7 separate regions of the Mus musculus genome follow, and all the other regions are linked to region 4. A link is a contact called in public HiChIP or PLAC-seq and promoter capture Hi-C data. All regions are on one chromosome and are shown on one strand. Each heading gives the region's core, a stretch centred on a gene start, on an enhancer-like site or on the middle of the called end of the contact. The rest is flanking DNA. Distances are from core to core; before and after follow the strand shown.

Evidence for each region. Promoter capture Hi-C pulls out the DNA fragments that hold promoters and counts their contacts. HiChIP or PLAC-seq counts read pairs in DNA pulled down with a chosen protein or histone mark.
Region 1: a contact with region 4 is called in an H3K27ac HiChIP or PLAC-seq map of thymic regulatory T cells, with 13 times the contacts expected there. The contact joins the promoter of Sh3yl1 here to the promoter of Rnaseh1 in region 4. A contact is called at or near these places in 2 of 39 promoter capture datasets (the 3T3-L1 cell line and pre-B cells), 2 of 484 Hi-C or Micro-C datasets (CD4 T cells and CD8 T cells) and 2 of 115 datasets of contacts at active chromatin or transcription factors (large pre-B cells and thymic regulatory T cells).
Region 2: a promoter capture Hi-C map of pre-B cells shows a contact between it and region 4, with 2.6 times the contacts expected there. The contact joins the promoter of Rnf144a here to the promoter of Rnaseh1 in region 4. A contact is called at or near these places in 2 of 39 promoter capture datasets (cranial neural crest and pre-B cells) and 2 of 115 datasets of contacts at active chromatin or transcription factors (fibro-adipogenic progenitors and large pre-B cells).
Region 3: a contact with region 4 is called in a promoter capture Hi-C map of pre-B cells, with 6 times the contacts expected there. The contact joins the promoter of Bcap29 here to the promoter of Rnaseh1 in region 4. A contact is called at or near these places in 4 of 39 promoter capture datasets (embryonic stem cells, liver, neutrophils and 1 more), 1 of 484 Hi-C or Micro-C datasets (CD4 T cells), 1 of 115 datasets of contacts at active chromatin or transcription factors (large pre-B cells) and 2 of 9 other capture datasets (adipose tissue and liver).
Region 5: a promoter capture Hi-C map of pre-B cells shows a contact between it and region 4. The contact joins the promoter of Dld here to the promoter of Rnaseh1 in region 4. A contact is called at or near these places in 3 of 39 promoter capture datasets (the C10 cell line, liver and pre-B cells) and 1 of 484 Hi-C or Micro-C datasets (CD8 T cells).
Region 6: a promoter capture Hi-C map of cranial neural crest shows a contact between it and region 4. The contact joins the enhancer-like site here to the promoter of Rnaseh1 in region 4. A contact is called at or near these places in 2 of 39 promoter capture datasets (cranial neural crest and hematopoietic stem and progenitor cells).
Region 7: a contact with region 4 is called in a promoter capture Hi-C map of pre-B cells, with 2.7 times the contacts expected there. The contact joins the promoter of Cmpk2 here to the promoter of Rnaseh1 in region 4. A contact is called at or near these places in 8 of 39 promoter capture datasets (the 3T3-L1 cell line, the C10 cell line, cranial neural crest and 5 more) and 1 of 9 other capture datasets (macrophages).

What each region holds. Positions count from the first base shown.
Region 1 is chr12:30,909,092-30,912,933 of GRCm38.p6, reverse strand. Sh3yl1 (Sh3 domain YSC-like 1) reads right to left here and starts at 1,265. Exons shown (of 10, transcript NM_013709.5): 1 at 707-1,265. The coding sequence starts at 707. It overlaps Acp1 (acid phosphatase 1, soluble), which reads left to right and starts at 1,322. Exons shown (of 6, transcript NM_021330.4): 1 at 1,322-1,444. The coding sequence starts at 1,402.
Region 2 is chr12:26,413,462-26,417,093 of GRCm38.p6, reverse strand. Rnf144a (ring finger protein 144A) reads left to right here and starts at 1,832. Exons shown (of 10, transcript NM_001081977.2): 1 at 1,832-1,993. Mir6538 (microRNA 6538) reads left to right here and starts at 2,084; the gene lies at 2,084-2,193.
Region 3 is chr12:31,633,032-31,636,849 of GRCm38.p6, reverse strand. Bcap29 (B cell receptor associated protein 29) reads left to right here and starts at 2,192. Exons shown (of 8, transcript NM_001164090.1): 1 at 2,192-2,245; 2 at 2,470-2,587. The coding sequence starts at 2,496.
Region 4 is chr12:28,647,084-28,650,875 of GRCm38.p6, reverse strand. Rnaseh1 (ribonuclease H1) reads right to left here and starts at 1,274. Exons shown (of 8, transcript NM_011275.3): 1 at 1,060-1,274. The coding sequence starts at 1,187.
Region 5 is chr12:31,349,650-31,353,282 of GRCm38.p6, reverse strand. It overlaps Dld (dihydrolipoamide dehydrogenase), which reads left to right and starts at 1,812. Exons shown (of 14, transcript NM_007861.5): 1 at 1,812-1,982; 2 at 3,608-3,633. The coding sequence starts at 1,944.
Region 6 is chr12:26,486,609-26,490,081 of GRCm38.p6, reverse strand. It overlaps the pseudogene Gm46344. Among named protein-coding and RNA genes, the nearest start is that of Cmpk2, 19 kb to the right of the region's middle. Within about 2 kb of position 1,636, at least 16 of the 459 cell types and tissues checked have an H3K27ac peak or open chromatin away from gene starts, as enhancers often do.
Region 7 is chr12:26,467,399-26,470,864 of GRCm38.p6, reverse strand. It overlaps Cmpk2 (cytidine monophosphate (UMP-CMP) kinase 2, mitochondrial), which reads right to left and starts at 1,650. Exons shown (of 5, transcript NM_020557.4): 1 at 839-1,650. The coding sequence starts at 1,513.

The sequences.
Region 1 (3,842 bases), core at 16-2,515, 2.3 Mb before region 4:
TTTGCCAGGGGAGAAACCTGCTTCCTATTGTTACCTATTCCTATTGTTCAGAGCACTAAAAGAAAACAAAACAAACAAAACAAAACAATAACCAAACCAAACAAAAAAAACCATACAGGCACTATATACTAGAGATGCAGCAATCAAATTACCCTCCACACCACCCCTTTGTAAAGTATCGCAGAACCAAAGACACTGTGTCAAAGTCCTGACACCTCTACCTCTGGAAGTCCCAAACGCATGTGAGCCCCTCCCCTAGGGACTATCCTTTCCCAGAGATCACATTCCCACAAAGGCCCTACACAACCCCCAATCTGCACCTCCTTCATCTGTGTCAAGTACACAGGATGCCAATTCTCAAAACAATTTGAAACCAGAAGATGGTAAAACATCAGATATTAGGGGAAAAATAACAAAATGAAAGTCTGTCTTCAAAACTGGAAATGCTGGAGGAAAAAAAATTTTTTTTCTGCAATGAAGCGGAACGACTGTGGTTAACAATCAACCAAAACCTTTAGCCAGGAGTGTAGAAAACTAATCTTGAGTTCTGAGGATTTACAAAAGGATCCGTGCAGTATGATCTTGGTGGATGCGCCCAGACAAACCCAGGGACTTGACTGTTTTCTCTCCTCTTTCACAACGCCCATCGCAAGAGGAAGAGTTGCCGCGGTGCCGACACGCCCCAGCCGCTCAGACCCTTACTCACTGGTGCCTGCCGCTCCTCTCGGTACCCGAGCTCCTCACTCCAGTCCAGGAAGAGGAAAGCGTTCTCCTTGGTCCGCCTCCCTGACGGGACCCGCCCAGCGGGCGCACACCTGACCCAGGTAAGGGAATAGGTGTATGCCCTGTTTTTGCCAAAGCGATCACTGGTCCTATACCCTTGCTCAGAACGTAGCTCATCTGCGTCCACCCGCCTCATTCCTTTGAAGCCTTGTAAATCACCCCCTCTTCTTAATCGGGGAAACCCACTGCTAAGTACCGTGGCCCGGCCTGGGGTCGGTGGTCCAAAGGGGTAACTTAGCTTGGAAGGGCGGGTAGCTCCGATCGGAGGAGCCACCCTAGGAGGCTCTGCAAGCCGCTATCCTTGAGTTCATTGGCTGCCCTGGCACATCCTAATCCTCCCTGCTCAACACCGTGCCACCCAAGCTGCTCTGGGGGTCGCCCCGCGTTCACCCCGCCCTCACTCCTTAGACGTGCGACCTGGGCAGAGCTCAGAGTGAACGCTAGCCCGGGCTGCCAACCCGAACGCCTAAGCCCCGCCCTCTAGGCGACTTCTGGCCCCGCCTCTGGCCGCGTACGAACGTGGGGCGGCGGACTGCGCATGTCCACGGTCAGAACCCTGGCAGTGCGCATGCGCCTCGTCCCGACGCGGTTTCTGGGCGCCAGGGTCTGCACCGAAACATGGCAGAGGTTGGGTCCAAGTCAGTGCTGTTCGTGTGTCTCGGTAAGGACTCGCCGACTTAAGGGTCTTTTTCTTTGGGACCCTGAAGTGCTCTCCCTGTTAGGCTTCCGAACAAGAGCGCTGGGCGGAGGAAGCAGATCAGAAGGCCTTGGCTGGGCCCGCGTCTGAGCACATACTCGTTTGTCTGCCTTTTTCATATGCATCCCCCATCATCTGGTACTCCTCTGAGCCCGAGATCTGTGTAATTTTTGTCCCAGATTATGCCCTTCCAAAGCCCATGTCACCCTTCCGAGTGCCCTTCAACCACAAATCTTTGTGCGAGTTCTCTCTCTCAAGCCCGTAGACCCCTCTCACTTGCTCCTCCTCTTTTAAGTCTGAGAGTCGCCCATCATCTGCTTTGGCAGTTACTTCCAAATCTCTGTGCTGAAAAATATCCAACCAAAACAACTTTAGGGAGAACAGATTTGTTTTGACTCAGTTTCAGAGGTTCAGGCCCCTTTTGAATGGTTGTAGATTCTGGGCTTGTGGTGAGGCAAGGCATCATGGTCCTTCAAGGTGGCCAGAGCATGAGTCAGGGACTATTTGCTCCTGTGGACGGGAATCACAGAAGGGGAGAGTAGAGAGCAAGACAAGCGTTAGCCCCAAGAGCACGCATCGGGATGTATTTTCTTCTGCTCAGCCACACTTGTATCTTTCATTACCTCCAGTCATTTCCTCATATTTTGAATCTACTGGGTTAAACCATTGACTAGGTCAGTGCCCTTATGATCACATCCTCGGGGGATAAGCCATCACCGACGTCCTGAGAGTTGTCTTTTTCTAATCAGTTAAGGTCTCGATGACGATTAATCATCATCCCTGTTATTCCCTCATGCTCTTGTCCGTCACCTAACTTGCTTTTCTTCCTTTGAACCCTCTCACCTGCTAACTGGCCCAGGTGGCTTCATATCTGTAGTGTGACTCTCTAAGCTGGCCCCTTCTATTAGAACAGCTGGAGTTCTTGCCGGAAACCCCCACCCCCACCCCTGTTCCCCATTGTGCCAACGTGAGCCTAGGTTACAGGAAGACCATTCTGTGACAGGTTTGTTTGATGTCATCCTTGGGTCACAGTTGCTATGGTTCTCAGCCAGTCTCTTTTCTTTAGGTCTCTCTGAAACCTTGGTTTTCAGTCCCTAGGACAATTACTCATGCCATGTGAAAAACAGTTTGTTTTTAAATGAATAATCTTTTAAGTACCTTCTAACACAGAATTTCAACCTTGATTCTCCTTTACATAATATGCAATTCTTTCTTTTTTCAGAGTTCTTGCCTCCTTGACTCCACCCTGAGGGGCAAGGGTTAAATTGTCAACAGTCCAGCTATTTGTCTTTTGTCCTCTGCTTTTCCTACAGAGTGACACTCCTCTTTAGGCTAGAAGTCTGCCAAGACTTTCTGTCTACCTCGCTTTATCTTTCCCACCCACCTGTGGGGACTGCCCTTAAGAAACTGTTGCTGTCCTATGCCTTGATGGTATGGTTAACTTTACTGGGAACCTTAATGCTGGGTTTTGCTTGAAAAGCCATCTGTTTTATAAAGTCAAAATGATGAAAAAAAAGTCAAGGATTTTTTATACCCAGACCATTGGTACCCCCCCCCCGAGATATTTTATTCCATAAGTTGCATTTTTATTTGACAGCCTGTGGAGCTCTTAGGAAGAGTTATCTGTCTTGTGGGCAATAGCTTTTTTCCCTTTATTATTCCACTTTTCAGTACAAGGTACTGTGTGTGATAGTTGCAAGATATCTGTACTAGGTAATTTCTATGAAGAACAAAGTAAAACTCTGGCCTTAATTCACATTGCTTATTATAGTTATCTGTGCTGGCATATTGTACCAATATGACTTTTAAAGGAAGTACATGCTTGCATATGTTTGACGTCAATATAATTCAGTATTTTGTTTTTGCCACTGGAGGTGCATATAGTGGTGAACACCACAGATGAAGTCCAGCTGTTCTGAAGCCGGTACTTTGCAGTCACCATCAGTCAAGGAATGCCAGTGGCTTCATACAGTTGGTGAGGTGTTCACTATGAGCCAAAGCAGAGTGGGAGCAGGGTGTAGGCTGTAGTCAGGACTCATCTGAAGGTGAGCAGAGACATGAAGGTGGCAAGGGGCCTGTCTCTACTCCAAAGACAGAGCATGAGGTTTTCAGGTAAAAGTTGTAACCAGAGAAGTCATGGTTTTGGAGACCAGGCAGCCTTTCTCAGCCACGATTTCTTTGCCTGTGGGTACCAAACTTGGATCATTCTAAATACGAGAAATGAGATCCTTATGTACAGCAGATACTTTAGGGCAGGGATCTACATCCTCTGTAAAGAGCTGGAGTGAATCCTTAAACTTCATGTGCCGAAAACTTAGTGTAGCCATAGCTTGGTTCTGTTCAGTAGAGCTCGTTCCTGGAT
Region 2 (3,632 bases), core at 583-3,082, 2.2 Mb after region 4:
CCCAGCAGACTCTCAATCCTTCATTCATAACTTTGCTCCCCAACCAGGCCTGGGGAGGTGTGAAAACATTTCTCTCAGAGCTCAGGCCTTCAGGCAAAACTATTTCTATCTTTCAGTGAGAGGCCGAAGCAACAAAGTGCTGTTGTTAGGATTCTTCACACTGTGTGCTTTCTTGAACAAAGGCATTTATACAGAGTCTGATGCAAGCCAAAGCTCTAGGAGGCCACGTGTGTCCTTGTTTTGTTTTGGCTTTTGCCTATTGGACATAGGCTCTCACTTATCTAGTCCAGGCTGGCCTTGACTTTGCAATCCTCCTAGCTCAGCCCTCAGAATGCTAGGCTTATTTGTGTGAGGCACGGTATCTATCAAGTGTGTGTCTTTGAAGATTTGAAACATTCAGCCCAGTAACTGGTGATGGTATCGGATGAGGGGCTGGGGAGACAGCTTGGTCACTACAGTGCTTGCCATGCAGGCCTGAGGACCTGAGTTTAATAACCAGCATCCATGTAAGAATACAGATGTGGTGCATGCTCAGCATCCTAGCACTGGATAATGGGGGTTGGGGTAGAGGCAGAAGGTCTCCTGGAACTTGCTGGCCAACAGGTCTGCATGAATTAAAGGGGTTTAGGTTCAGAATATACAGTAGAGAAAAAGAGGTGAACACCCCAGCATTGACTTTTGGCTTGCACTCACATACACATGTATAAACACAAATATGCACCTGGGAATGTAGCAGCAGACGGTAGATGGTACAGAGCTTTTAATCCTGTTTTAATTCTCTAGGGGAAAACTAGAGAAGTTGAGTTAGCAAATGGAGGCTCTCCAGTCCCCCAGCCAAAGAACGCAGTCCACAGCTGTTTGGACCCAAAGTGCTTGAGCAGAACATCTTAGGAGAGAGAGAGAGAGAGAGAGAGAGAGAGAGAGAGAGAGAGAGAGAGAGAGAGAGAGAGAGAGAGAGAGAGAACGCACACAAGTGTGGTGTGTGTGTGTATGTGTGTGTGTGTGTGTGTCTTGGATCCCCCCAAGGGCCTTCCCTAGTTAACTCCCACCTCCTGACATTCCCAGAGCCTCTCAGAAATATCTTTACCAGATGCAGACCAAGCGTTCAGAACACATGCCTGTGGGAACATTTCATTCTAGCCTTAATACATACTCAAAAGGTTCACCCATTTTTGCACGTTTGACATGAACTTCCAGGACCTACCAGAGGGATTGCAAGATAATAACTTATGGGAATTCCCATCCACTGGTGGATCTTAGGCTCTAAGGGAAAGAAACGAAATGCTTTGGCTTGTGCTTCATATATATGCACAGAGCCTCAGCCTCAGGTCCAAGCAGGTTGAGGACTCTTCTCATTCATTTGCATTATCAGAAGTTAGGGTGAAAAGATGATTCTTTCATAGTATTCATGGTAAACTACTCACAGGCAGGATAGCTGTCGGGCAGGTTCTGGCAAGTCCAGAGACTTGCTGTAATTTGCATAGACAGACTACTCTAGAGGGTCCCAGATACTTCACTGAGTGAGATTTCCAGCTTCTGACTGGTAGGGTCGGGATTTTTCACTCGTTTCTTTCTAGCTGTTGGCACTCGTTCTTCTAGTATTGAAAACAGGGGTCCAACTTCAGGAGGACTCATTGCCCCCTTGTCCCGCCACCCCCACCCCCCAACTGATCTGGGCCCTCCCTTTGGCATTGCTGGGGGCTGCTCGCCTGGTCCTGGTGCATGGACATTAAGGCACCTCTGAACGGCAGGGGGCGCTGGCGTGCAAACTGGCTCTGCCTCCCGCGCCCGCGCTTAGTGCGCGCTCGCGCCCCGTCGACCCCGCGCGCAGTTCTCAGGGCGCAGGGCGGGGAGGCATAAAGGGCGCTGCGCTGCGGGGCGGGCTGCACGCGGGAGGCTGACGGGGCAGCGGCACCCGCGAGCCGGCACCGGGCGGGGCCATCACAGCCACGCGCAAAGAGGCCGAGCGGGAGCCCGGACCGCGCGGGACCAGGTGGGTGACGCGCGCGTCCCCTTTGTGTCGGCATCGCCCGAGCGGGCCGCGCGGGATAAGGCTGTGCGGGGCTGGTTTCGGCCCCCTAACCCGTGCTGCCGGGCGGGGACCCCGCGGGCTCCGGGGCGGCGATGGGGACTATGCTCCGGGATTCCGCTGGGTGACGGCCGCGTCCTCCTGGCCGCTTGCACTTGGGGATCGCGCGCCACGGAGAAGTCTCCAGCCGCAGGCGCGGGGTGTGCTTTGCTGGAGTGGCCCGGGTGGGCGGCCGTCTGCAGGCCTTGGGTGGACTCCCGCCGTGACCTGGACATGGGCAGAGCGAGGGCGTGGGGAAGGTCGGGTCCGTTCTGGCCAGTGGCAGTCGCGAGTACCCCGCAGTGCTTAGCCGCGCCTGGCCGTGGGCATGGTCCTCTGCTAGCCTCTGGCCCAGGAGTCTCCGTGTCCCTTGTACCCCTCTTGCCCAAGGAAGTCCCCTCAGGACTCTCGTATCCCGTGCTCCGCATTGCTCCCGGTTTTCTACACCATCCGTGGAGCTCAGAGATTGTATCGCTCCTCCTGCTAAAACTGAAGGCTTCCTGGCCGCCGCCGTTGCGCGGGAAGAGGCGACTTCTTCACCCTAGGCGGGTCTCTGGTGGTCGCACTTAAAGTTTGCTCTAGTTCTTGTTTTGGTCTCTTTTTTTCAGAGAATACTTTAAAGTATACTTATTTTGAACAGTCCTACAGCCTGCTTGGTACAGGGTCAAAGGCCAAGTAACAAGGAGAGCTAGACAAGGCTCTGGGAAACCTTCCCAGGGTTCCTGTGTCCTAGGATTAGAAGGACAGTCCAATCTTGCTTAGGACAGTTCTAGGAAGGAAGGGCCTTCCAGGCGTGGTGTCTGGGAGACAGGTCCTTCTCAATGACCCCGGCCAGGGTAGTAGTTTAGACGGCTAAGAGACGCACATAAACACAGTAGCAGACAGAAGGAAAGGTGGTCAGTGTGCCCTCCGATGAGAGAGCAGAGACAGGGGCCTTTCTAAAGGAGGGATGTGGAATCAGATGACCAGTGGGGCGTAGCCAGGGTGGGGGAAAAAGCACCAGCAAAGGAATGCAGAGTGTGAAGAACCGTTCCCACGGGGTTGCCTCCTTGGCTCCCAAAGAGCCAAAGTTTCGCTCCTCTTCAGCCATACCATTGGTCTGGACTACTTTTTCCAGTGTCTTCCACAGTTTTGCTCTTATTACATTTTAAAGACTGCTAGGGAAGTATATCTGGAGGGGGTTTTGAATTGCAGGTGGAGACTCTGGACTTGGCCTCTGTTGAGTGGGACTCATGGGTGGTCTTGCAGGAGGACTACAAACAGTAAGTACTTCATGCTTCAGGGTGGCTATAGCAGTGTTAAAGGGCCAGGTGCCCCCGGTCGGGTTTTAAGTCAGACACCACCCTTTGCCATACACACCCATTTTACTTTCCAGGGGTCCAACTGACCCTTCTGGGAAAATGGGTGCATCTAATTCAGCATTTTCTGGACCCAGCACAATTTGAATTCTGGAGTTAACATTTTGATATATACACTCCTCTTTAGTTTTTTTCCAAGTGAGTTTTTGTAGGCTCCCTAGCCCAGGCTGGCCTGGAACTAACTCCCTAGGGAGCTGAACATGACC
Region 3 (3,818 bases), core at 943-3,442, 3.0 Mb before region 4:
GGTGGACTGTGGGAAATGAGCATGGAAAAGCAGATCCCAACCTTCTGTGCTAAGTTCAGCCTGCATTTTTCTTCCAGCTACTTATGACCAGATATCTATGTGATACAGTTTTTAAAAGCACTCACTTAAATGTGGGAGATTTTTTTTCTGGGCGTGGGGGGAGTTGTTTTGTGCTGGGGATTGAACTTAAAGCCTCGTGTGTGCCAGGAAGGCACTACCAATAACTAAGCAAGTAACCCCAACCCTGAAATGTAGTCTATATTCTGTGCTTACTTATTCTTTTAACATGTAATGTTCCCAATATAGTTGTATCCTATAGCAGTGTTTGTGTTAACAGTGACGGCAGTAAGAGCTGAGATGTAACCCCACGTGCAAATTCTTTTCAGAGACCTCTACTTGGGTGAAACAGGAATTCTTGACTGTGCCACCAAGAGAAAAAAGAAAAGTGGCAGGGGTGGGGGAGGAATTTCAGAGGCTTAGTAAGAAGCAGAATTGGAGTTTATTGTTTTCGAGCTGGAGTTTCATGTAGTCACAGAAGCTTCAGAAACACTCTCCAAAACAAGAAAACAAGAAACAAGAAAACGAGAAAACAAGAAAACGTGAGCAAGTGGTGAGGGAGACATTGCCATCCACCTTTGCCCTCCACCACCATATACATGTGCACTCGCAAAGAAGGTTCTAAAGAGCGTACCATAGATTTAAGCACAGACATTTTTTTGTTTTGTTTTTTTGTTTTTTGTTTTTTCGAGACAGGGTTTCTCTGTATAGCCCTGGCTGTCCTGGAACTCACTCTGTAGACCAGGCTGGCCTCGAACTCAGAAATTTGCCTGCCTCTGCCTCCCAAGTGCTGGGATTAAAGGCATGCGCCACCATTCCCGGCGCATAGACATTTCTAATAGACACTTAGCAGAAGGACACTACAAACCCAAATGAACATGGGCTGCTCAAAAGTCATGATTAAATTAAGCATCTGAGCAACTGCACAACAGCCTTACAGGGGATTTTTAACCTTTTGAAGTTACATTCTGAGATTTGCAAATATTCACATATGTTGAAAACCTGGAAGTATTTGGAGTTCCCTTTTAGATTCCTAGTTTTGTTAATAAAAGAATGCCAAAGCTTTTTTTAAAGGGCAATACTATTAATTTGGAATTAAAAACAAACAAAACAAAACAAAAAAAAAAGGTAGCCAAGGGGATGGAGAAGAGGAGGAAAAAGACAAAAGTTACATCTTTAGGCATAAAGGGTCCAATAACACTGCCTTGTTCAGAAATGAAGGTCTACCAGTACTTCCGGGAGGGGGCAGGTATTCAGAAATGAGAAAGCCCATTATCAGCAGAAAGCTTGCTTAGGCTTTTGGCCATCCACTAAAGAAAAACAGAGGCAGGTGTTAGGCTTTTCTGAATTAGAACCCAGAAAACCAAGCAAGCTTACTACTGCCACAGGGCAGAAGGAAGCTCCTTCAAGGAGTGCCATCTTGGGATGTGTAAGTGCTGCGTCGTATTAATGGAATAATTATCCCTCCCACCTCTTTAACACATCTCCAAGTGAATCCTTTTTCCTGGATAGTGAACTCCTGGCCAGCTTAATGGAGACAGTATGTAATGTAGTATGTAATGTTATCGGGATGCCAAGTCTCTACTTGGAGCAGGGATATTACAGGAATTGACCAGAAAGCCTAAGGAGAGGCAGTAGTTAGGTTTTTCTTTCTAGTGTTACCAGGGAAACCAGAGGTGGAATGCAAAGTTAACCAAGCATGAGAGCATCCACCCTCAAAGGTTTCTGGGGCCTATCTAGTTACCTAAGGGAATATGGTTAGGTAAAGGAGTAGACCCAGCAGTTCCCACAAGTTGCCTGGTCTTGCCTATGGGCACGGTAGGACCAGGAAAACAGCATGCAAAACACAAAACGCTCCACAGACCCCCCAGGCCTGGGCCATGACTTAAATTCAGTTTAGCTCCGGGCAGGGAGGCAGGTTACCACCCTAGGGCACCTGGCTGGGTCCCACCATAGACCCGGGCCCTGGCTCCCGTCATCCGGCATCAGCCGCATCGGGGATCAGCCCTCCGGGGATACCGAGCCCACGTGGAGGAGCCTCGGCCGCCTCACGCCGCGCACCAGGAAACAAGGGCCGCGGGAGGCGCGGTCGCGCCAGTGTGACCTCAGCCGGGCCCGGCGCGCTCCCGGCGGCGTGGGACGTGCGCGCGCAGGCGGGCGGCGGGGCACGCGGAGCGATCGGCGGCGGGTAAGCCTGACGGGCGGCGGGCGGCCCCGCTGCTGACCTCGCGTCCGGCGGCTCGGGCCGCGGCGTTCTGCGGCCCGAGCCACCTCGGGACCGGGGAAGAACCTGCGGGGCCGTCCGGCGCACTGCCTCGTCACCCGGAGTTAGGCGAACTCCCGGCAGGCCCCACGCCGCGTGTCTGGCCGTTCACCCATGTTTCTCTAAAATTGAAATCTTTCTCTGTATAGGTGTGAAGAAAAAACAAAACAAAACGATGACAATCCAATGGGCGGCGGTTGCCAGCTTTCTTTATGCTGAAATAGGACTCATTTTACTCTTCTGTCTGCCCTTTATTCCTCCACAGAGGTAGGAAACCGTCAGATCCTTAACAGTACCAAATGTTTGATTAGCTTCTTCAGGCTACGGCGTGCGATGCTCTTTGTAAGGTTAGAAAGTTTTGGGAGGGCCGGCGGGGTGGCTCAGTAGGTAAAGGGCCCTTGCAGCCAAGGGAGAGAATTTCAGTTCGATACCCAGAAACCACCTGGTGGAAGGGGAACCGACTCCACAAAGTTGTCTTCTGACCGCCACACTTCCACCCTGGGACGCCCAGAAACACCCATGCACGCACATAAACACATGATGAATACACATGCATACATACAACAAATGGATAATTAAATAAAAGATGGGAGCCAATTATATAAAAGGTAGTCTTTAAAAATGAAACTCAAATTTGCAATCTGGTAACTATTAAAATTCTACTTTATATAAAGCTTGATTCTGTGTACAAATAGATTTTCACCTCCTTTTTAAAAGAACCTAGGTTTTTTTGGGGGGTGGGTGTCTTGATTACAGGTATAATAAAGCCATGGTTATGCCTTGGACATCTTTCCTGTCTATATATCTATATTCTCTCTCTCCTCTCTCCTTCCTCCCCCTTCATCCTCTTCCCCCACCCCCCACCGCCTCTTCATTTCTCTCCTTCCTCTTCCCCCTCTTCCTCTCTCCCTCCCCTTCCCCTAAACTGCCCTGCATTTGAGCAGAGAAATAAAAGGATGGGTGCAAAACTGTTTACTTGGGACAATAAAATGGACTGGCTCAGGGTCCACGCAGTCTTTCAAAAACTTGAAACTCCTCATCTGCTTGGTTTGCAGCTCTTCTCTGTCCTGGTCTCCACACCATGCCCTTTCCTTCCCTCACAAGAAGCAGTAACTCATACTGTAGGAAGGGATGTACCAAGTTCTTCCCACCAACCATGGGTTCTATAGATCACATGCTTAAGGCCAGAAAGGCTCTGTTCCATAACCTAAGTCACCTAACTGGTCAGTGTCAGACTCCAGATGAGATCCTTAGCTTACAGTCACACAATGCTGTCCCTGTTCTTTCTACCTCAGATTTCAAGCAGACATATTTGGTACTACTTATGACAGTCTCACACATATTCAAGAAGTCATTTTTTTTATGCACAACAGATTTATAAATAAGGCTTAGAGCTTTGATAAAAAGAAGTCATCAGGAGGATTGATAGAGCAGTCTTTTTCTTCTTGCCATTTACAGTTTTGTACCCATCCTGATCTAGTAGCTGTTAGATGAAAGT
Region 4 (3,792 bases), core at 25-2,524:
ATAGGTTTGGTGTTGTATGGTGAGTCAAAGGGATCTGCTGTCAATTCCTTGGGACAAAGGTCACACCTCAATTTGGTTTCATTTTACATGTTAAGACCTGACAGCCCATTCTGCTAAATGCCATCCAATCCAAATAGCATACTAATACCACAAGGTCTTCCACAACTCCAGCACATACTAAAATTTTGTTATCTTTAAGACTCAATCACAGAAAAAGGGTTGGCAGTGGATATATTTCTTCCTTAGTACTGTCTCAGCTGTGCCTAGGGAAACATCCAGGTCACAGGGACAACAAACCTTGATATTAGAAGTTAGCTGTCATATACTCCCAAACCTGGACTTAAGCCCCGATTCTGCCTCTCATTTGACCTGGGAACTGCCACAGTACCGGTGAAACTGAAAACTTCATCTTGCCTCCAAGGGCTGCGACATGGATCCAAAGGCAAAGACCAGCTTCTGGCTTGAGACTCTCCACCTCTCCCCCTCCCTCATCTCTTCCACAGCCCATGCTGGCCTCTAACTTGTAGTGATCCTCCTGCCTCCACCTCAACAGTGCTGGAATTACAAACATGTGACAACACATCTCACCACGATTTTCCTTCTTAAAAACAGTCGGGGATGAGGATGTAGCTCAGCTGCTGGCCTAGTATGCACAAGCCCTGGGTTCAAACACCTGCAGTACACAAATTGAGCATAACGGTGCCTATCTGAAATCCCTGCGTTTGGTTAGTGAAGGCAGAAAGACCAGAAGTTCAATTTGGCACATAATCGGCTCGAGAAAAGTCACCCAGTAGGTATGAAAAATGTTTAAAAGATGAAAACACGAGGAAGTTGGGCGTGGTGGCCCAAACCAATGAGCTCAGCAGTCTGGACTACATGAGGTCCTGTGTCAAAAAACAAAACACCCACACACAGGAACGATCAGAACGTGGGAAGCCTTGTGTAAATTCTGGCTGCGGTGACCATGTGTTCTCTTTGGGAGGATTTGACTACAACACGGAAGGGCTAAACGAGCTGTTAGGTGTTTAGAATAAAGGGCTCCGCCAGGCTCCGTCTCACCAACTCAGGAAGACTCCGGTCCTGCGGCCTCTCCTCACCGCATAGAACATCCCGAGCCCGCAAATGCCTCGCCTCAGGCGTACGACGGCCAGTGTCACTGTGCGGGACAGCGGCAGCAGCCAGCGCATCACTCACGCCAGCGCGGCAACCCACATTGCTGCCCGCGAGCCTCCCGCCGGCGAGCCGACACACTTCCGGCTCAGGAAGGTGACGTCGCGAGGCGCCCGTCGCGGAGAGGGGCGGGGCCGAGGATTGTGTCTTCGGTTTCTTAGACGTCGGTGGAGACGTTCGGCCTGGAGACAGAGGTGTTTCCCAGCTGCCGAGTGCCTAGTCCAATCCCAGCACAGCAAAACTGATTTGGAAGCGAGAGGAAGAGGGGAAAGAAGGAATGAGAGGATGATGGCCGAATGAGGGAATAGATGTGAAGACAATGAGCCCCTGTAAAACTACATCCCATATTCTAGGATGCCCAACTCTGCAGAATAGGGTTCCCCTCCCCTTTGCCAGCAATGAATGAGAAGATGTCATGAATACATAACAACACTCTGGCCATATAATTCTGGACTACATAGAATGAAGCAAGTCACTGTTGCAAACTGGGGAATCGTTTTTATAACCCAAAATCAACTAAAATTTTAAAATCTACTCCTTAGGGACTACCAAGGCGACTTTGAAAGTGAAGGCACTTGCCACCAAGCTTAACAACTCTCCCACAAGTTGTCCTCTGACCTTCGCACATATGCACCAATGATAATGCACGCACACACCAACACATAGATGCAATTTTAAAGTAATAAATGTATATTCCTTGAAGTCATGAGTATGAAAAGTTTTTCTAAATATAAAGAAAAAATAGGGAAGGGAAAATTTCCCTTTAATGGTTGTCTCTGATTGTTTGCCCTTCAGCCAGCTGTCGGTGTGGTTTGTAGAATGTAAAGCAACTCTACCCTTCTCTTTCCTTTAGAAATCAGTTGTTTATTTATGTATTACTTTAGTTCATGTGTATGAGTGTTTCGCTTGCATCTATGTTTGTGCCACAGACATACTTTCTGCCCACAGAGGTCAGGAAATGGCATTGGCTCCCCTGGGATTGGAACTCAAGCCTTTGCAAAAGCAGCCACTATTCTTAATGAGTGAGCCATCTCTCCAGCGCCACCAGAGTTTTTGTTTGTTTGTTTGTTTTTTAATATTTGAAGCCAGACATGGTGCCTCAAACCTATTATCCCAGTACTGTGTAGACTACAGCAAGAGGATTACTGCAAGTTCAAGGGCAGTCTTGGCTACACGATGAATCCTGGCACTGGAGATTGAAATTAGGGTCTCACATATATTGGGCATAGGCCCTGCCAGAACTTCCTCTCATCCCTTCTTTTTATTTCTATGTAGCAAGTATTAATGTCTATCAACTCAAATAAAACCTCAAAATACCAACAATATTCTAAAGTTTAAAAAAGGGGGTAAGAAAGAAAAAAAAAGAAAAAAAAAAAAAACAAAAGAAGGGGGTATGGATATATCCAGTGTCTCGGAAACCGGGTGTGGTGGTACTTGCCTGTCATCCCAGACTGAGGAGTCAGGGATAAGGAGACCAATAGTCAAGGTCATCCTTGGCTACATAACTGGGGCCAAGATACAAGACACTTACTTTTTCAAGAAAAATAATTTGAGCCAGACGTAGTGGCTCACGCCTTTAATCCCAGCACTTGGGAGGCAAAGGCAGGCAGATCTCTGAGTTCAAGGCCAGCCTGGTCTACAGAGTTAGTTCCAGGACAGCCAGGGCTACAAAGAGAAAAAAAACACCTGTCTCAAAAAACCAAACCAAAACAAAACAAGAGCAAAAATCTTAATAACTGCTGGCTGTGGGTTAGATGGCTCAGTAGGTATACAAGCTTGCTGAGCAAGCCTGGTATCATGAATTGGATCTCCAGAACAAAAATAAAAGTTGTTGGGAAGCTTGGTGTGGTGCCTTGAGCCTTTAATCACTGCACTTTGTAGGCAGAGGCAGGAGAATCTCTGTGAGACTGGTCTACATGTTGAGCACGAAGACAGCCAGGACTACATAGAAAGACTTTGTTTTGCAGAGGAGTGACATCACAGTCTTCCTCTGACATCACAGGAATGCTGTGGCATGTGCTTCCATGCCAGCACGCATTAATAAAAACATGCTGACCTTGAAAATGACTAAAAGTCAACAAAAATCTTAATGTACAAAAATGTGTTCCAACTTTGAATTTATAACTTCAACTTAACTTTCTTGCCAATTACATTTTCTATAAGGACTGATTAACATTTAATGTAATTATTCTGTAAAAACACATTAGTGCCGGGCGTGGTAGCGCACGCCTTTAATCCCAGCACTTGAGAGGCAGAGGCAGGCGAATTTCTGAGTTCAAGGCCTGCCTGGTCTACAGAGTGAGTGCCAGGACTACAGAGAAACCCTGTCTTGAAAAAAACAATAAACAAACAAACAAACAAACAAAACCACGTTAGTATTTTCCAATATGTGTAATTTTGAAGACAAAACTCCTTGGTGGGACTGGAGAGATGGCTCAGTAATTAAGAATGCTTGCCTTGCTAGGGTGATGGTGAATGCCTTTAATCTCAGCACTCAGAAGGCAGAGGCAGGCAGATTTCTGAGTTTGAGGCTGGCCTGATCTTCAGAGTGAGTTCCAGGACAGCCAGGGCTACACAGAGAAACCCTGTCTTGAACAAATATCAAAAGAGAAAAATGTTATT
Region 5 (3,633 bases), core at 563-3,062, 2.7 Mb before region 4:
GTTGCTCTGGGTAAAACCCTGTGAGCCTAAGAGTCAATCCTGTACATGGCCCCTATTTCTGCACACTGGGGATCAGACCTCTATCTTCACCCACGGAGCTTGCTTCAAAAGAATATAAAAGGGGGAATTGTGGGAAGCCATTCCAGACTCCCTGGCCAGCCCAGACGGAAATCTGTGCCAGGCAGTAAACAAGCCCATATTTGGTGGATGGCTAGCCCTTAATCCCTGATTGGCTGAGCAAGCCTTCCTGGTGAGGTGATGTGACCTGTGGTGATTGGTTGAGGCGTGGTTATGGCTTGAGTGGATAAAAACACTTGTACCCCGAGAGGCGGGGGATTTGAAGAGAGAAGCTGCCTGAGTAAACTGCTTTAAGAAGAACCGGTGGTTGCGTTTTCCTTGCTGGTCGAGTTGGATGCAACAATAAATGGAGATCATTGACCAGTATTTGATCATACGTCTACCTTTAGCTGTATGGGACCCGGAAAAGACAATGCTATTCTGAATACCCATCTGTCCAGCTGAACAATCTCTTATCTTATGAAAGGGGAAAACAAGGGCTTAAGATGTAACTCAGGTGAAGAATGCTTGCCTGGTATACTAGAAGCTCTGGGTTCCGTTCCCAGCAATCAGCAACACATGGTGGTGGGCACCTGTAATCCCAGCACTCAGGAGATGAAGGCAAGAGGACTATAAATTCAAGGTCATTCTAAGCTCTATATTGAGTTTGAAGCCAGTCTGGGACACATGAGACACTCTCTCAAGAAACCAAAAAGGGGTTGTGGTGGTGATTAATATTTGGTAACAGCTAGCTTTCGTCATAACATTAAAAAATCATTTATTCATGTCTTTTTCCTTCTAAATGGGCATAGATAGGTAAGAAGTAATATTCATCTAATCCCTAACTCTATGGAGTTCAGTACAGTGCCTGGGCTGTAAACTTTTGAGAAGTATAGAGTTAAGGTTTAAACTAGAGACTGTTATTACAAAGTGGTATCAGACCTTAAATCTCTGTGCTCAATTTTTTTTTTTTTTTTGTTTTTGTTTTTGTTTTTCGAGATAGGGAGCTCTGGCTGTCCTGGAACTCACTCTGTAGACCAGGCTGGCCTGGCCTCGAACTGAGAAATCTGCCTGCCTCTGCCTCCCGAGTGCTGGGATTAAAGGCGTAGCCCACCACGCCAGGCTCTGTGCTCAATCTTATAGACAACAGTTAGCAATCTTTTAGGTGCACTCTCAATGAAAACCTAACACCTCACCCACCATCCCAACCCTTCTAGTTTCTTCTACAAGGGAGGCGTGCTTTCAAAATACAAAAATAGAAGGGAGCTTGTTTTCTATACTTTTTGTTAGCGCAGTTTTCAGAACAGGATGTTGGTGAAGAAAGGTTCAAGCCTATCCTTTCCATTGCCTTCGAGAACAGAGATTGTAAACCAGCCGTTAAAATCAAAGCCTTTGTTCGTAGAGCTGCAGTTACCTCTCCTTTGCTTTCTTTAACCTCTCAGGGCTCCATCCAGAAAATGCAAACAGTTCATACGGTTTTTGTAAAGCTAGATAAAGCCTACTGCCCACGAATATCTAGCACAACCATAAGCTTGTCAAGTTGTCAAACTTTTCTTCCTTTCCTATTTAAACTTTACTTTCTGTGGGCTTTACTGAAGAAACAACATTTTTATTTATCTAGTTCGTCTTTCAAGGATAATTTGCAACTCTACTCCAGTCATTTGAGCAACAGTTCTCCAATTCCCCAGCTGCCACAAAGCGCAGCGCCCTTCACGACAGCGCACGACGAAGCGACCGGAAAGCCTCTGCCTTTCGGGCCAATCGCGCTGCTCCTCGGCGATGACGTATATGTTGCGCAGGCGCAGGGTGGGGAGACCTTGGATAAGTCTTACCAGGCGTTCAGCGGAGGTGAAAACCCCTGGTTGGAGGGACGGGACCGAGGGACGATGCAGAGCTGGAGTCGTGTGTACCGCTCCTTGGCCAAGGTGAGGGCGGCCCGCGAGGGGATGATGCTGGACCACAGGCACTTAGACGCCCGCTGTGGGCCCGGACGCGGCCTGCCGCCGGGAACCGCCGCGGCCCCGCCTCTATGCCGGCTCGGTGCGGCCTCCCGAGGCAGCGGGGAGCGCGAGCCCGGGCTCGGGAGGGCCCTGCTGCGGAATGACTGCCCGCAGCCCCACACGACCCGGACGCTGGTCCAGGGGCCTGGGCCCTCCCCCAGTTTCGGGGAGGAGTAAATGACCCTTGCCACGCGCGGCCTGCCCCTTCCTACCTTTCGCCTCATCCTAATGACCCGGGGGGTGGCCTACTCTCCTACGGCGGGGAAGTAACCTTGAGGCCCGACTGGCCCAGACGTGGTCAGCTCCAACACACCGTCCCGCGAGTTCCTCCTCCAAGGATCTGTTTTCATTCACGTCTCTAAACTAGTGCACCCTGCCATCAGTCAGGCCCTGGGGCTTATAGTTTTAATTGCAGCGGTTTGTCGTCCAAACAACTTTCCCATTTCACCTGCCAATTGACAGCTGCCAAATTGAATGTATGAGGCCTAGTGGCAGGGTAGCAGGATAACTTTAGGGACAATACAGAAATGAGACTCTTCACGGCTGAGCCGTCTGTGTCTTTAAAAGTTAATGTAACACGCAAAATGTCACTGTTTTAGGGAGAAGGTGAGCCGCGTCTCTCAGTACAGACAGTTCTTTGTTCCTCTTTGGTTGGCATATCTTGATCTCAGGTGCAGAAGTTGTCTTCAAGTAAAAAACCTTGCTGCATCAGAGTATATTGTCGCTGCTGTCCATTGCTTACTCGCTGTGATAGGAGCTGGAAGTGTGCTTTCTTTATGTGGCCCTGGCCTTAGGAAATGGTAGTCACACTGCTTAGAGAGTGTGAGATTATGATGCAATTTGTGGGACTTCCAGAATGTGAGGCCACTCCGTTGTTGGTACATTTTCCTAGTCCAGTTGGTGGCTTAAGAACATCTTTATAGATCTTATAAGTGATTACAGACTGTTAAGTAGATTTGTTAGGAAGCAGAATGACAGATGAAATGAATATCATTGAAATACTTAAATACCTGAATTCAAAGTTTTGGGATTTTAATTAGAATACTAAACTGATCCTTGGCAATAAAATTAACAATGCTTTCTGAAGTTTTAATAAAACTGTAAGCCATTAAATATATTTTTATTAGATTTAATATGAAATGGTTCATTGAATGTTCATAATAATAAGGCAGACCTGGCAAGGTAAGATTGTGAAAGTTTAATATTATGGACAAAAAAGGGAAATTGGTAGGATACCTGTTTGCGGCAGAGAAAGTCCATTAGTATTATTGCTTGATACATTTGCCCCAGTTGTCATCGACCTTTTAAATTACATGTATTACTTGTGCACATGCCTGTGGGCATGAGCGTGCAACATAGGATGAAAGGATGCCAGAAGACAGCTTCTGGGAGTCAGGTCTCTGCCACCATATAGTTCCCACGGATTAAACTTGGGAAGTCACCCTTGGTGGCAGGAGCCTTTAGCCAGCGGGCTATTTTGCCAGCCTGTTTTAAAAATTATATTTTACTTAACAGGAAAATTTCTTTTGTCTTTTTTTTTTCTATTCTAGAAAGGCCATTTCAATCGGATATCTCA
Region 6 (3,473 bases), core at 387-2,886, 2.2 Mb after region 4:
TGGGGGATGGGGTGGGGGGGAATGATTTACTCTTACTTCCCAGGGAGACAAAGGGTGTGAAACTAAAAAGGAATGAGATGAGTGGTCACCTATTTACTAGTCCTTTTACGGTCCCTGGGGAAACTCAGAGGAGAGTCTTTATGCAAAAGATTCACTTACTTAAAGGCATTGTGGAAAGAGATATATATAGAATACACAATATGCAAAATCAACACTTTCCCAAGTTGTTGAGACACACCAATACCCTGTACTACCATCTTGTTAGACACGGGAATGATGTAAGTGAATCACATTTTAATTCAGATGAAGCAATGGCCTAGTGGAAATAGGGGACCCATAGAACTCTTGGAATCAGGTCCTGATTTGTAAAAAGATAAATAGAAGCCCACAGACAAAGGATGACTTCTTAGAGATCATACACACCCAGTTGGAAAAGATACTAGCTCTGCTTGCAGCCTGGTATTCCTCCGTCTATCAACCTGTATATATGCACAGAAGACACAGCCATCATTTTAAATGAAGAAACAAGACCATATAGTTCTGTAAACATTTCACCTGAAAGACACATCTTCAACTCCACTAACTCTATAGCACTTTACATTTAGTGCAAACTTTTTGCAAGTAAAAAGAGCCAAGAAATGCAGGCTGCAACACTCAGAGGTTTAGGGGAGCTCTTTGTGTTGTTGCTTTCAGTTGATTTTGTTTTCAATTAAAACTCAGAAAATAATCTTCCCCAGCTCAGAGATGAACCAGGACTGCATTAGAATTGGAAGAGCCAACCCAGCAGGTGAGCCAGAAGTGAACTGTGATTGCACCCTTGTTTTGCAGAAATGGAACACATCCTCAATTATGTCAAAATAAGCAGGGTCATTAATATCATGAATGTTAATAAAAATGTTGGAAACTCCACAGGAAAAAGTTTACGATGTGTTTTCTAAACCCTGGTATGTTGATGGCTGTTTAGTCATTCCAAGAGCTGAGACCTTGTAGGCACCATTATTAGCAGGATCCAACATAAGCAGTACCATTTACTTGGAATGCTATGAAATGAGGGGACCAGGGAGGGGACATTTTGAAAACAAATGAACAAGTACACATAAAAACAGAGAATGTTTCTTCATGCCAGATCCCAAATCGTAAACCTTGCAAGGAAGAAAATATGAGTGTATGCCTGTGTGTAAGTATGATTGTGTATTATTTACTGTCCCTGATATGCTGACACAAGCCATCAAGTTATAAAAAGCACTAGAGAAAGAGTTGCAGAATTTATTACTCTGGCATGCATCTGCTGTTACAAATTAGATGACCCAGAGCAGGGCAGGTCCCTCTCTGGGCCTCATTTTCCACAACTATTAAAGAGATTGAGCCCCGTGATCACCATGGCCTTTCTTTGAATATTTTTCTGACCTCGGGGCTGTATTTAGAATTCTTGAAGCACGAAATTAGCCACTTTGAAAGACTTGCTACTTTGACCTAGAAATGTTCTTCAGTCTGTCCTTTGTTTCCCCATTAGAGACGGCATTTAAATAAAAATGAAAGGAACTACTGTTGTTTTTCCAGGCGGTGCAGTTTGTGCTTAATGAGAAAAGTGGTTATCAAGCAAACAGAGCAGCTCTCCTGGAAATGAGCGAAATAGGCACTTTTCCTCCCTCTAGTGGGAATGGAGTGGACTGTCGCTCAGTTCAGTAGACCGTGAGCCTCAGACCACAAGCAAAAAGGCAAGCAAAAGGAAGTGGGGTTGAGCCGAAGGTTTTCCACAAAGGCATCTTGCACATAACACTTCCTTAAAGGAGCTCCAGATTCAAAAATAAAAAGCTCCGAAGGAGAATTGAGCCAAGGCATGGTCATCAAATACAACCCATGCAGGCTGAAGAGACGGTTTGCCAATTTAGTTTATCCCTTTCTGTGTCTTAAAATTGGCTCTTGTGTGGAAATCACAAAGCATGCGAGTGAGGCAGTCTAGAAAGACTAGCTGGGCAGAGTTTAGCGCTCTGGGAAGCAAGAATGCACCTATCAGAGTGCGGTACAGGGAGATGCGAGTTTCCACTTAGTTTTCAATGCCTGATGCATGTCCTAGATGGGTCTCTTCTAAGTCTCGGGGATCTTGGCTGACACCCCAAACCAAGTCATTTACCCCGGCCTGGGTTTATCTCACAAAACTATACACATTACAAGAGGACCATAGTGAGGATGTGTCTGCCTCCCCACTGAGGGAGCTTTTCTGCTCCTTGCAATTTGAGGGGATACAAAGGGACAGGAGCAAAGAGTGACACATAGTGACATCAGGACTTGAAGACATTCATACTCAGCTGTCCTGTAATTGCCATGCTAGGAACTCTTATTTATTCATTCATTCACTCATTCATTCATTTTGAGAGTCTCAAGCATAGAGCTTTCTATGTAGTCAGAACCTACCTTTATTGACATAAAAGCCACCACTCTCATCTTAAAGGGAATAAGAGACAGTTTATTCTGGAGCCATTTATGATTGATCATGGCCTAGAAACACAGATTTAGGTTACCCCAAACTCCGTGTTCCAATACGAACACAGTTTCATAGGATTTTTACAGTGTTACAGAACAAAGAAAGTGAATAAATCAAAGTGAGTTCAAAATACATTGGTGGGTATACCAGAGAGGCAGGTACAGGGAAATGAAGGAAGCTTTTGGATAGGCCCAAGATGCTAGATGGTGACACACTCAGCTCTTGGATTGGTACAAGCTAGTGTCCCTCTAAGTTAATAGCTTCAAAGAGGTATTTATCTATTTATTTATTTATTTATTTATTTATACTATTTCTATTATATTTTATTTATCATGTGGTTTTAGTTTAGATACAGAATGAGGCAAGAAATGGCTATTCCCAAAAACTGCAACTAGCCCAGGATACCGTAATTAGCATCTGAACCTACAAAATTCCAGTCTCTCCACAGTCCTGAAGTTCTAATCAGTGTGCCCGTCTCTGCAGACAGACATTTTCTAGGAGTTTTTTGCCAGACACAGCTTCTTTTCCCAAGTTTTTGCTCACACCTTAAACTTCTGATCCTCCTGCTTCCACCTCCGGGTACTGGGGTTACAGGCATGCAGCACAGTAGCTGTTTTGTGCAGCATTGGGGAGCGATACCCAGGGATTTTTCTCCATGCTAGACAAGCATTCTACCAAGTGAATTACATTCTCAGCTTGGAAAGTTTCTTTTCAAAAGTAAAACCTCGCTTTCCGCGCTACCCGGGGACGGGTCCATATGGCGTTGTTCTTGATTCCCATCGTAACTTAAAGGGAAACTTACACAATGTCCGGAGCCCTTGACGTCCTGCGGATAAAGGAGGAAGATGTCCTCAAATTCCTTGCTGCCGGAACCCACTTAGGTGGCACCAACCTTGACTTTCAGATGGAGCAGTACATCTACAAAAGGAAAAGTGACAGTATCTACATCATAAACCTGAAGAGGACTTGGGAGAAACTGTTGCTCACA
Region 7 (3,466 bases), core at 401-2,900, 2.2 Mb after region 4:
CCAAAGAGCTTTGTAAGCATTAGACCGGTCAATCTGTGTAAATGCTTCTGCTATTACCACCTTATGGACTAAGAAAAGTGAGGCAGAGTGTTGAAGAAACAAGCTGAAAGTGAGTAATTGACAAATGCCAGACATCTGCCCGGCTAACCAAGGGCTTTTTGCCATCCTCTAGCCCTGCCCCACCATTTGTAATACCGTATTAACTACAGAAACCAGCAGGCCCCAAGCACTGCTTGGGTGTAACACAATCTTAGGCTTTTCCTTGAAGACTCTGTTACAAATCCCTTATCCCTCCATCACAGGAACATTTACAGATGACAGGGGTGTGTGTGTTGGGGATATGGGGGGATAAAAGCAAAAAAAAAAAAAAACAAAAAACAAAAACAAAAAACTCTTGAGCAGTTGAGTGACCGCATATGGCCCACAAACCAGTTGAATACTTACATGCTCTTACACTCTCCGATGCACATAGCATCTCCTGCACCACAAGATCCCAGATTGGTAGCAAATGCCCAGCAAATTATCCCTTTATCTAGCTGACTTCCTTCTCCTGATTTCCAGGGGACTCTACTCCCCCTGCAGGCTTTTGAGAATGAATGTATTAGCAGAAAGCATTGCTCAGCCAGGTAGGTGTTGGATGCACGAGCCACTAAGTTGACAGAAACCTACACACGAAATATTGAAGGCAGCATCCGTGTCTAACACAGAGCCTACCTGTGTTGCCTACACCACCTGGCTCGTGAATAAGAATAAACAAACCAAGCCGAAAGCACTTGATTGGCCAACCAAAGTGCTGAGTCCCCAGCTCCACTCAGTCCCCAAGGGAAAGAACTCTTACCTCTTCCAAGACAGCCCTTGCCGCGTCCCGGTCTTGGAACACCGCAGAGTTAAGCAGATCTGGCAGCAATGGGTGCAGATGAGGTTCCTGTGCCGGCAGGACGCATGCGCAGTCCACCTGCACCTGCCTGTCTCCCTGCAACTCCCACAGACGCTGCCACAGCAAACCCTGGGAGTCGGCCTGGAACTCGGCCAACTGCGGGCGCGCCGCCTCCTGGCAGGAGCCCAGAAGCTGGAGCAAGTCGCGCCGAGTGTCCGGGTGGTCGCAAGGGTCCCGCAGCAGGAAGCCATGCTGGGCTTCGCCGGCCTGATCGCCCGGACCATAGCCCAGAAGCTTGCTCAGTTGGCATCTCTGTAAAGGACCCCGGCGCAGCTGCTGCAGCAGGCGATGGTGCACCCGGGCCGCCTGCACCCGGGGCCCGCAGCCTTCGCCTGGAGCCAGGGGCACACACAGCGCGTAGCTGCGCCCTGGGGGGCCGAGCAGCTCTGCCAGGCGTGCATCCCTGTGGTCTGTTGCATCCCCCAGGACGAAGTGAGTCAGGGAGCAATCTGGCAGCTCCACAGTGAAGCGCCGCGGCCGAGCCATGGTCCCCATGCAGGCCTGGTGTCGCCCGCACAGCCTCCGCGACAGACGCCCGAGCCACAGTGGGGCTCGAGGGCGGCTTATTAGGGCCATGGGTGTCCCGGGCCGCGCCCTCCGCCACGCCTCGGAAACGAAACCGCGGTGACCACAGACCCAGGATCCCCGGGAAACGAAAGTGAAGGCAGCTGTGGCTGAGACCTCCAGTGTGGCCGAGCTACTCCCGGGCTTGGGCTTCTCCTCCCACCACAGCCGCGCCTTTAACTGTCGGCAGCGGTTAGGAAATTCTGGCCCTGGGGCTCTGGCGGGTTGCTAACACTGGTGTGGTCCCCTGGCAACGCCTGCTCTTGAGAATTCCAGGCTCTCCTGAGGAATCAGCTTTGTCTGGCTTGGTTCTGTAGTGGCAGGTGATCCTAGCTCCAGTTTTGGAACTCTAGGATACTTACTTATGTTGTATGAGGACTTGGGGAGCTGGAGACAGAGGCGCAAAGGGATCACATCAAGAAAACACGCCGCCACCACCACCACCACCCCCGCCCCCCAACACACACACACACACACACACACACACACACACACACACACACACAGAGAGAGAGAGAGAGAGAGAGAGAGAGAGAGAGAGAGAGAGAGAGAGAGCGCTTCATGACCCACCTGTCCACAGGCACCTGACCTCCTTCAGGTACCTGGCCTCAATTTACCTTGCAGTAACTTCAGGCCTGAAGCGTATTTGGGCAGCTTTTCAACTTTGCAAATGAGGGACTCCTCCAGGGTGCCCTTTGCTCACGTGGGATGCAAACTGGAATATGTGGCCAGGTTGTCACATTAAGTAATTGCCAATCAAAATTTCCTGCATCAATGTCCTGTGTTTGTTTTGAATTTTTTGTTTCTCTCTGTGTGTGTCTCTCTCTGTCTCTCTGTCTCTCTATCTCTGTCTCTCTGTGTGTGTGTGTTTCTGTCTCTGTTTCTGTCTCTGTCTCTCTCTCTCTCTCTCTCTCTCTCTCCCTCTCTCTCTCTCTCTCTCTCTCTGTGTGTGTGTGTGTGTGTGTGTGTGTGTGTGTGTGTGTGTGTGTGTGTGTGTGTGTTGGCTATGTTTTAGAAGTCTTAAGACCGTCTCAACCTTGCTGGTTCACAGTAAAGATAGGTGTTTCAGTGAGGCTCCCAGCTTAAGATTTATCCCCACACAAGGAAGGTGTAAGGCCAGGGTGAGCAGACTGTCAGTTGTGTTGGTAGAGCAAAAAGATGCAATGCACAACTGACCCTGGAGTGAGCTGTCCAAGGAACACAACACCTCCGGCAGTTTGCTACAGGGACCTCTGTGAAATTACTGCCTGGCAGACCTGCTAGAGTCTCAGATTATAATTGTTGGAAATAAATATTTTTGGTCACACACACACAATCACACACAGAGAGACACAGAAATGAAAGTAACCCTGCAAGACAATTTTTTGTTTGTTTTTAGGATATTCTTTTTTTTTAAATTATTTTCTTTATTTACATTTCAAATGTTGTCCCCTTTCCTAGTTTCCCCTCTGAAAATCCCCTATCCCCTCCCCCTCCCTCTGCTCCACAACCCACTCACTCCCATTCTTGGCCCTGGCATTCACCTGTACTGGGGCATAGAACCTTCATAAGACCAAGGGCCTTTCCTCCCACTGATGACCGACTAGGCCATCCTCTGCTACATATGCAGCTAGAGCCATGAGTCCAACATGTGTTTTCTTTGATTTGTGTTTTAGTCCCAGGGAGCTCTAGGGGTACTTATTAGTTCATATTGTTCCTCCTATGGGGCTGCAAACCCCTTCAGCTTCTTGGGTACTTTCTCTAGCTCCTTGGGGACCCTGTGCTTTGTTCAATAAATGGCTGTGAGCATCCACTTCTGTATTTGTCAGGCACTGGCAGAGAGAGCCTCTCAGGAGACAGCTTTATCAGGCTCCTGTCATCAAGCTCTTATGGGCAATAATGTCTGGGTTTGGTGGTTGTTTATGGAGAGGAATGGATACAGAAAATGTGGTACATTTACACAATGGAGTACTACGCAGCTATTAA